2 separate regions of the Lactuca sativa genome follow, and region 2 is linked to region 1. Evidence: chromatin contacts called from public Hi-C data. All regions are on one chromosome and are shown on one strand. The core of a region is the stretch at or near the end of the contact, and the rest is flanking DNA. Distances in the headings are between cores, read along the strand shown.

Evidence for each region. Hi-C and Micro-C count contacts between places; a contact is called where the count stands out from the background.
Region 2: a Hi-C map of leaf shows a contact between it and region 1, with 7 times the contacts expected there. The contact joins the promoter of LOC111879545 here to the promoter of LOC111879564 in region 1. A contact is called at or near these places in 2 of 4 Hi-C or Micro-C datasets (both in leaf).

What each region holds. Positions count from the first base shown.
Region 1 is chr6:97,224,435-97,228,249 of Lsat_Salinas_v11, reverse strand. It overlaps LOC111879564 (probable leucine-rich repeat receptor-like protein kinase At2g33170), which reads left to right and starts at 2,179. Exons shown (of 3, transcript XM_023876034.3): 1 at 2,179-2,794; 2 at 3,105-3,815. The coding sequence starts at 3,152.
Region 2 is chr6:97,534,548-97,538,362 of Lsat_Salinas_v11, reverse strand. LOC111879545 (DNA polymerase zeta processivity subunit) reads right to left here and starts at 2,010. Exons shown (of 5, transcript XM_023876015.3): 1 at 1,594-2,010; 2 at 1,210-1,358; 3 at 1,038-1,118; 4 at 845-957; 5 at 151-770. The coding sequence starts at 1,243. The coding sequence ends at 390.

The DNA.
Region 1 (3,815 bases), core at 930-3,429:
ATGACACAATATTTATTAATATGAAGTAAAAATTTTCAGATTTCTTCACAATTCGTTAAAAAATGGATAAGTTTGGAATATTTTTTCAATCATAATGGTTATTTAATTTTTTATTATAACTATCATACTAGAATTTAGAATAGCAAAAATGTTTGTAATATCCACTTCTAGTATGTGGTTGGAGATTAAAGGGTTTTAGTATAAGCTTGATACCAAAATCGTGTAAAAGTGTAAATTTTTGTAGGGATAATGACTTGAAAGGGTAACGAACTTTCGACTTTTGTCACATTTAGTCACTAAACTTTTTTTCGTTATCTATTTGCCATTGAACTATTGAAACTGTTCACATTTTACCCTTATGACCGGCTGTTGCCGGTCATAAGGGTAAAATGTGAACAATTTCAATAGTTCAATGGCAAATAGATAACGAAAAAAAGTTTAATGACTAAATATGAACAAAATCGAAAGTTCGTTTCCCTCTAAAAAGTTCAATGACTAAATGTGAACAAACTTTCTCTTGTATTATGTTTTAGCAAATTATTTATTTTTGTTAAATTGTAGCAACATTTGTTGATGAAGAAATCTATGAAATAAAAAAAAAAAAAAAAACAGAACCCTGAAAATATATTTAAAAAAACAAAAAACCAAAACCGAAATAAAAAACCAATGGTTTGACATTTTCCAAAATAAAAAATCAAAATTTCCAATCTGATTTTGGTTTTACAAAAAAATGAACCATTCTCACTGATGTGAATTATGACCATTAGTTTGGCATGCGAAATTTGTGACATCCCATGAATATGTAGTTACAACATCGTCTGAACTCGTAATTCATAGTAAGGGGTTAGAGTATCATCGCATGAATACGTAGTTACAACATCGCTTGAACTCGTAATTCATCACCTACAGGTTATGGGCCTGCTGGTGTTTCCATTGAGTTGTCTAGAATAGTCCGTGGTCGCCATCTATACTCTGATAGATGACTACATCGCCACATTGTTGGTTAAGGTTATGGTATCTCCTTTCATCCTACATCACATATTCATCATCATCGATTTACCTAATTATCATCACCTTTCTATCATCTCCTATCTCTCATCATTTTATTTCATCACACACCAACTATTTCATCTACCCATGTTTCATCCGCAACATATTTGTAGATATAAAATAAATATACCGTTTAAATCTTTTAAGACATGTATAAAATCGTTCATCCAGCATAGACAACAAGTATTCAAATAATATGCACACATAGAACGTAATTTATATAAAATACTTCATATCTATGTGTAGGATGAAAATAACTATATATACCATAAAAATACCATAAATGCTTCCTAACTTCGAACCCCAAGGTTTACTCTACTAAAGCTTCATATTCTCGGCTCTCTGGACCTAGAAGGGTCCAGATCTATCACACCAAAAAGCTCAAGATAGCTCTTCCTTTCACTCTACACACTCAAGCTCGCTAGGGTTCTCACTTATGGGAAAGGTAGTCGCAATTGAAGGTCATAAGTGCCTTTAAATATGGCTCAAGCCCAAAGATTTAGGGTTTCTGCCAACAACACGGACTCATCGAGTCGCCTCACCGACTCGTCGAGGCCATTCATTAATCCGAGTCATCAGTCGCGACCTTACTCGACGAGTTGAGGCGTCAACTCGTCGAGTCTCTCTTCTTAACTCAAAAGAAAAATACTTAAATTATGATACCTGGAAATCCGGATGTTACATTTTGTTTTTTTATTTCATAGATTTCCTCATCAACAAATGTTGCTACAATTAAACAAAAATAAATAATTTGCTAAAACACAATACAATAGGAAGTTTGTTCACATTTAGTCGTTGAACTTTTTAGAGGGAAACGAACTTTTGATTTTGTTCATATTTAGTCACTAAACTTTTTTTCGTTGTCTATTTGCCACTAAACTATTGAAACTGTTCATATTTTACCCTTATGACCGGCAATAGCCGGTCATAAGGGTAAAATATGAACAGTTTCAATAGTTCAATGGCAAATAGATAACGAAAAAAAGTTTAGTGACTAAATGTGACAAAAGTCAAAAGTTTGTTACCCTTTCAAGTCATTATCCCATTTTTGTACTACGATTAGAGTTGTTATCATATTTTGTTAAAGAAGTACCAGAAGTTTATTATATAAACAAGGAGAGGCATCTTTATTTTTGAGGTGCAAATTATTAATGTACATCTGTTTGGTCGAAAAAGAATTTTGAGTGTTTCTTGCCCACCTCTGTGAAAAAGGAGGAACTTTTAAAGAGAAGTGATTCATTGCATGCTTGTCGGCCATTGTAGCTTCAATTCAAGAGTTCTTAACCCATAGTATTTATCTTGAAAACTTAGAAAGATTATTGAAAACCCAAAATTTCAGCTTCATAATTTCAACTGTCAACAGACGTGGCTGTGTGCTGTTTCGCTTCCTTACTAATCTTTGATTGCCCCCAAATCAATTAATATTTAATCCCTTTTCTCACTCTAATCAAAAAGGCTTTTGATTCATTGCATTTGATTCCATTTCTTTCCGCGTTCAAAAGCGCTTGTTCTTTTACCAAGAAGAAAAGCTTCATGGATCTTTCTCCTTTACTTCTGAAATGGACTTTTTAGATTGGAAGATCCCACCATTCTTGGGAAAAATAGAAGAGTGCAAACTCACACGCATCTACTTCAATCGATATACATGCCAAATCTTCTTTCTGGAATCATCACAAGGAATTACATGAAGTCCTTCAGATTCTTTGGGAAGACTTTGATTGCTCTGAGTTAAATAGCCCTAAAGGTACGCAGATCCTTCATATCCTTTTCATTTTTTGAATGTTTTGTTCCTGAAGTCAATTCGACTTTATTAGCCTCTTTTTGTTCTTTCTGAGCTGATTTTGAAATACCCATTTGGATTTATTTTATCTTTAAACTTTTTAGAATCATACTTGGACTATTCACATGATTGATCAATCGAAAATGACAAATTTATGCCCCTTTTCTGGGCTACTTAATTAAATCTTTAAATTTTCTTGATTTGTTTGATTCGTGTAAAAGGACAAAACTTTCCCCGATTTTCTTTGTTCTTATACATTTTAAACGCTGTGCAGACTGAAAATCATTGACTACAAATCTAATCACTTGGAAGGTACCCACAATGTCCATGGTTTTTGGGTTGTCGCTTTTAGTTGCTATTTCTGTTCTTTTACCTTGCAAGGGGTTAAATTCAGATGGGAAGTTCCTTCTAGCGTTGAAGAAAAATATCACTGATGAATTAGGGTACCTCAAGAACTGGAATGCAAAAGATGACACCGCTTGTGGATGGATTGGTGTGAATTGCACATATGATTACACTCCTGTGATTTGGTCTCTCGATTTGCATTCAATGAATCTTTCAGGAACAATAACCGCAAGTATCGGTGGTTTGAGTTCGTTAATTTATCTTGATCTTTCTAATAACAATTTCGTTGGCAAAATTCCTAAAGAAATTGGGAGTTTAACGAATTTAGAGATGCTGTTCTTGAATGGTAATCAGTTAGATGGAGTCATACCAAATGAGATAGGAAATCTAACTCATTTGAGTCATTTGAATATATGCAATAACCAGATTTCCGGTTCAATCCCAGAAACATTCGGTCAGCTTTCTTCTTTGGTCGAATTCGTGGCCTACACCAACAATCTTGAAGGGTCACTTCCGAATTCCATCGGAAACCTCAAGAACTTGACCACTTTTAGAGCCGGGCAGAATGAGATGACCGGAAGTATACCCATGGAGATCGGTGGTTGTGAAAGCTTACAGTATTTCGGTGTTGCTCAAAATA
Region 2 (3,815 bases), core at 761-3,260, 310 kb before region 1:
AGGTACAATGAACACACTTACATTACATATTTAATTTTTAATTTTGCACCTATATTCTTTGATAAGCCAAATTGTTTTGCTATTTCTTCAACGAAAAGTATCATGATAATGTTTGTAATTATTTGTCTTAAATGGATGTATAAAGTATAATGCTGTAATATCTGAATTTAATTGAAATGGGAGGGGGTAAACACTTAAGAAGATGACACATAAACAAAGACCTCATCAACAAAGGCTGATCCAAATGTCATCCACATCAGCCAAAGACCATGTGGCATGACACATCAGCAAAAGAGACAAGTCCACTTGGATTTTGCATGACAAATCAACAATACATCCCACGTCATCTCTTCCCCAAATATAAACAAAAATATGAAACTAAAACACTTTCAAAGCTCAGGTGGAGGATGTTCCAAATATAGCTGCAAAGACAATGGCTGAATATTCATGGATTTGATTGGTGTTATTACAGGAGGTTGTTTCCACTGATATGTGTTGCTTGAAATCCACGCACCAACTTCAGCTTCAGGAAGAGAGCAAAAGTAACCTGTTATTTCCCACCTCCAATCAGATTTTTTACTTTGAGATAAAACAGCAGCATTCTTTGAAAAAGGTTCTGATAAAGACAGCTTCACCAAAAATAATCTCATCTCCATGTCCATCATTTCCCCATCATAACAAGACTGGTTCACATTAATCTTGAACATAAATCTCTCAACTGGAATTTTATCATCCTTGAAGAAAATAACAGCAATTCTCTCAACCAGCCCCTGAGACAAAAGTTACCTATATCAACACTTGATTCTCTTTCTCTCTAATTTTGATCTACATAATTAATTCTCACCTGTTGGATGTAAGGTTCAAGTGCATTGACAGAGTTGAGGATATAGCGATTAAGCTGAGGGTGTCGAGCCCTGTGAACCAATAGATTCATATATCTCCGCCTTTCAAAAGCACCTGGGTCATGTCATACATCAGTTTTCAAACTTCAGTTACTCAAAAAAATAAAAATCGAGGATCTTGAAAAGATTGCAGACCTGGTGGGTATATTCCTTTCAGGAAGATGATGGATGTAATAGCAACTTCAAGAAATTCAACTACTACACGTGAAGTCTCCCCTGGAATTTAGGTTTAAAAAAAAGCGAGGTGTTAGGGTTTATTTAATTAGCAGATGGTTATCCAGAAAGAGTTGAAATCCATGGGACTTACTACTTTCAGGAGATTCGTTTTCCTTGCAATCCATTTTCTCCTTCTCCCCTTCACAGTATGTAACAAATGGATTGCTGGGTTTATTTAATGGTTTGACGCATTGACGTTCTATTTTTCATTCAACTCTGTCGTTTTTTTTTTTTTTCTTTCTGTAATGCATTGAATTCAACAAAGTTCAATGAGCTTATATAAAAAAAAAATCATTTACTACAAAACTTAATTTATGACATTTATTTAAAGATTAAAATGTTTCATTTTTCTTGTTGAGGAGGTCAGTGGCCATTTGTTAAGAACAAAAATCTCGATATGATAATGAACAAGGAATAACTCAAATGAAATGGACAAATTTGATTCAAATAACGAAATGGAGTGACACTTACATACATATAAGAAGGAAGAAACAGCAAAACAGGATCAGAAGAAACAGAAACAGCAAAACAGCCAATCGATTTCTCAGCAAAAACTCTTACATAAGCCAGCAAAATTTCAGAAAGAAACAAGAAACAAGAAGGAGAAATCAGAAAATCTCGTATGAAATAGAGAAATTGGGAATAGAAAATCTCGTATGGAATGCAGAAATCAGGAGCAAGAAGGAACGAAGGACGAAATAAGTAGCTGTTGATTCGTCGGAAGTAGGCTGCTCGATTTCTCTATTTTCGTTGGAACTGGAAGTGGAGGCAGGAAGGGAACGGCGATAGCTGTGTTCGATTTCTCGATTTCTTTTTGTTTCCGGTCCACCAATTGGAAAGCCAAGACATGAAAACGTTGGACCGAGTCCCTCACTTTCTAATCCATATCAAACACGCCAAAAGGTTTTTCTTTTTGGACCCAATCCATATTTTAACCCAATTAGAACATTAAATACATGTATTTTAAAAAAATAAAAATAACCACAACAAGCAGGAACTTATGTGCCAACAAAGATATAGCTAGCAGGGACAAAAGTGTCAAAGCGTCCAATAATCATACAAATAGCTTCAATCAAGCTATGATTTGGATAATAGATAATGTCATGCCTTTCAAGCACAAAACTAACTAAATTTCAAACATAATTCGAAATAAAGTCTCAAAGCATCTATGTATTTACTAATCAATCTAGGCTTGTAAAATTCTAATTCAAACATAATTCAAAGTTCAAAATTAAAAGTCTAATATATTAATTGAGACAATTTCTTATCAATTCTAATTGAAACTCAACTTGCCTACTGTCCACTAAACAAATCTTTCAATCCAATTCGGATTCAAACCAATTTAAAACCCCTAAACATTCATGCCCAGATGGACACTTTGAATCCAAGACATGGGAGATTCATTAATACAATCGATGGTGTATCATTATCAACCAATCAAACAGAAACTGAGTTACATAGATGAGAGAACTAAGAAGTTGAGTTCTTTTATGTGCTTCTAAATTCTAAAAGAGTGTAACTGGATTCAAATAATGAAATAAAGCTCGAGTACATAAATTTTTAAAATAAATCATACAAAACAAGAACTAATCGCTAATATTCGATAAGTTACTCGAAAATTGGAAATACTCACACAACCCAAGACTGCGACATATATAACTTTGAAAACTTATTTGAAATTCTAAAACTGAAATTAACTCTGAGATTGTGGAAAAAACGCAAGGTTAAGGCGATTTTGAATACTCCAAAATACAAAGACAAAGGGAAAAGAGCCAAAGAGTAGAGGAGATAACGATTTGGAATAAAGAAAAGGTGAAAATGTAGCCGATTAGTAGTTGAGAGAGAGCTTAGATTAAATACAGAGACTAGAGTGGGGAAGATGGAGATGGAGACAGACAATACATGAAGATTGATCATCGCGCAAACCATGGGCAATTGCTTGATTTGTCTTTGTTTCTGTTCTACGCGGCCATATCCCTTTTTTTAGCTCCTTCAATTCTTCAGTTTTGGGCTTCAATGCCAGGCTACCTATAGTCTGGGTCGGGCCAGGCTAGACAAATCTAAACTTATAAAAGTTGGCCTAATGATATAACGCTAAATACTAAATAGAGGTCCACAAGGGCCGATTAAAACAGGTTTTCGGTTAAAAAATAGAATCGATGCTCCTCAGAGAGAGTTGTTTGGTCTGATAAACTATTTGCCCAATAGCTCATAAAGCTGAGAGGACAACTCATGCATCTTTGGTGGTGCGAGGTGATACAACACTTTGGTAGTCGGGGCCGCATCGGGGATCAGGTCGGTCTTGAACTCTATCTGCCTCACGGGAGGCACATCGGGTAAATCCTCCAGGAAAACTTCTAGAAATGCTCTAACAACTAGTACATTTGAAACCGAAGCTCTCCCCTCAAATTGAGTGTCAAACACATATGCGAGATAACTCGAACAACCATGGTGGATATACTGTCTAGCCCTGGAAGCCGAACAAAAAGCTTTCTCACAATCGATCACAACTCCAAACCTATTCAGCCAGTCCATCCCCACAATTGTGCATATATCCAACCATAGGGATAGGAATCATGTCAATTGGGTAAGGCGCCCCAAATATCTTTAGAGTACAACCACGAAACACGATTGGAGCATAAACCTCGTGTTCGTTGGCGATGGAAACTCGCAATGGGCACTCCAACTCCCCAATGC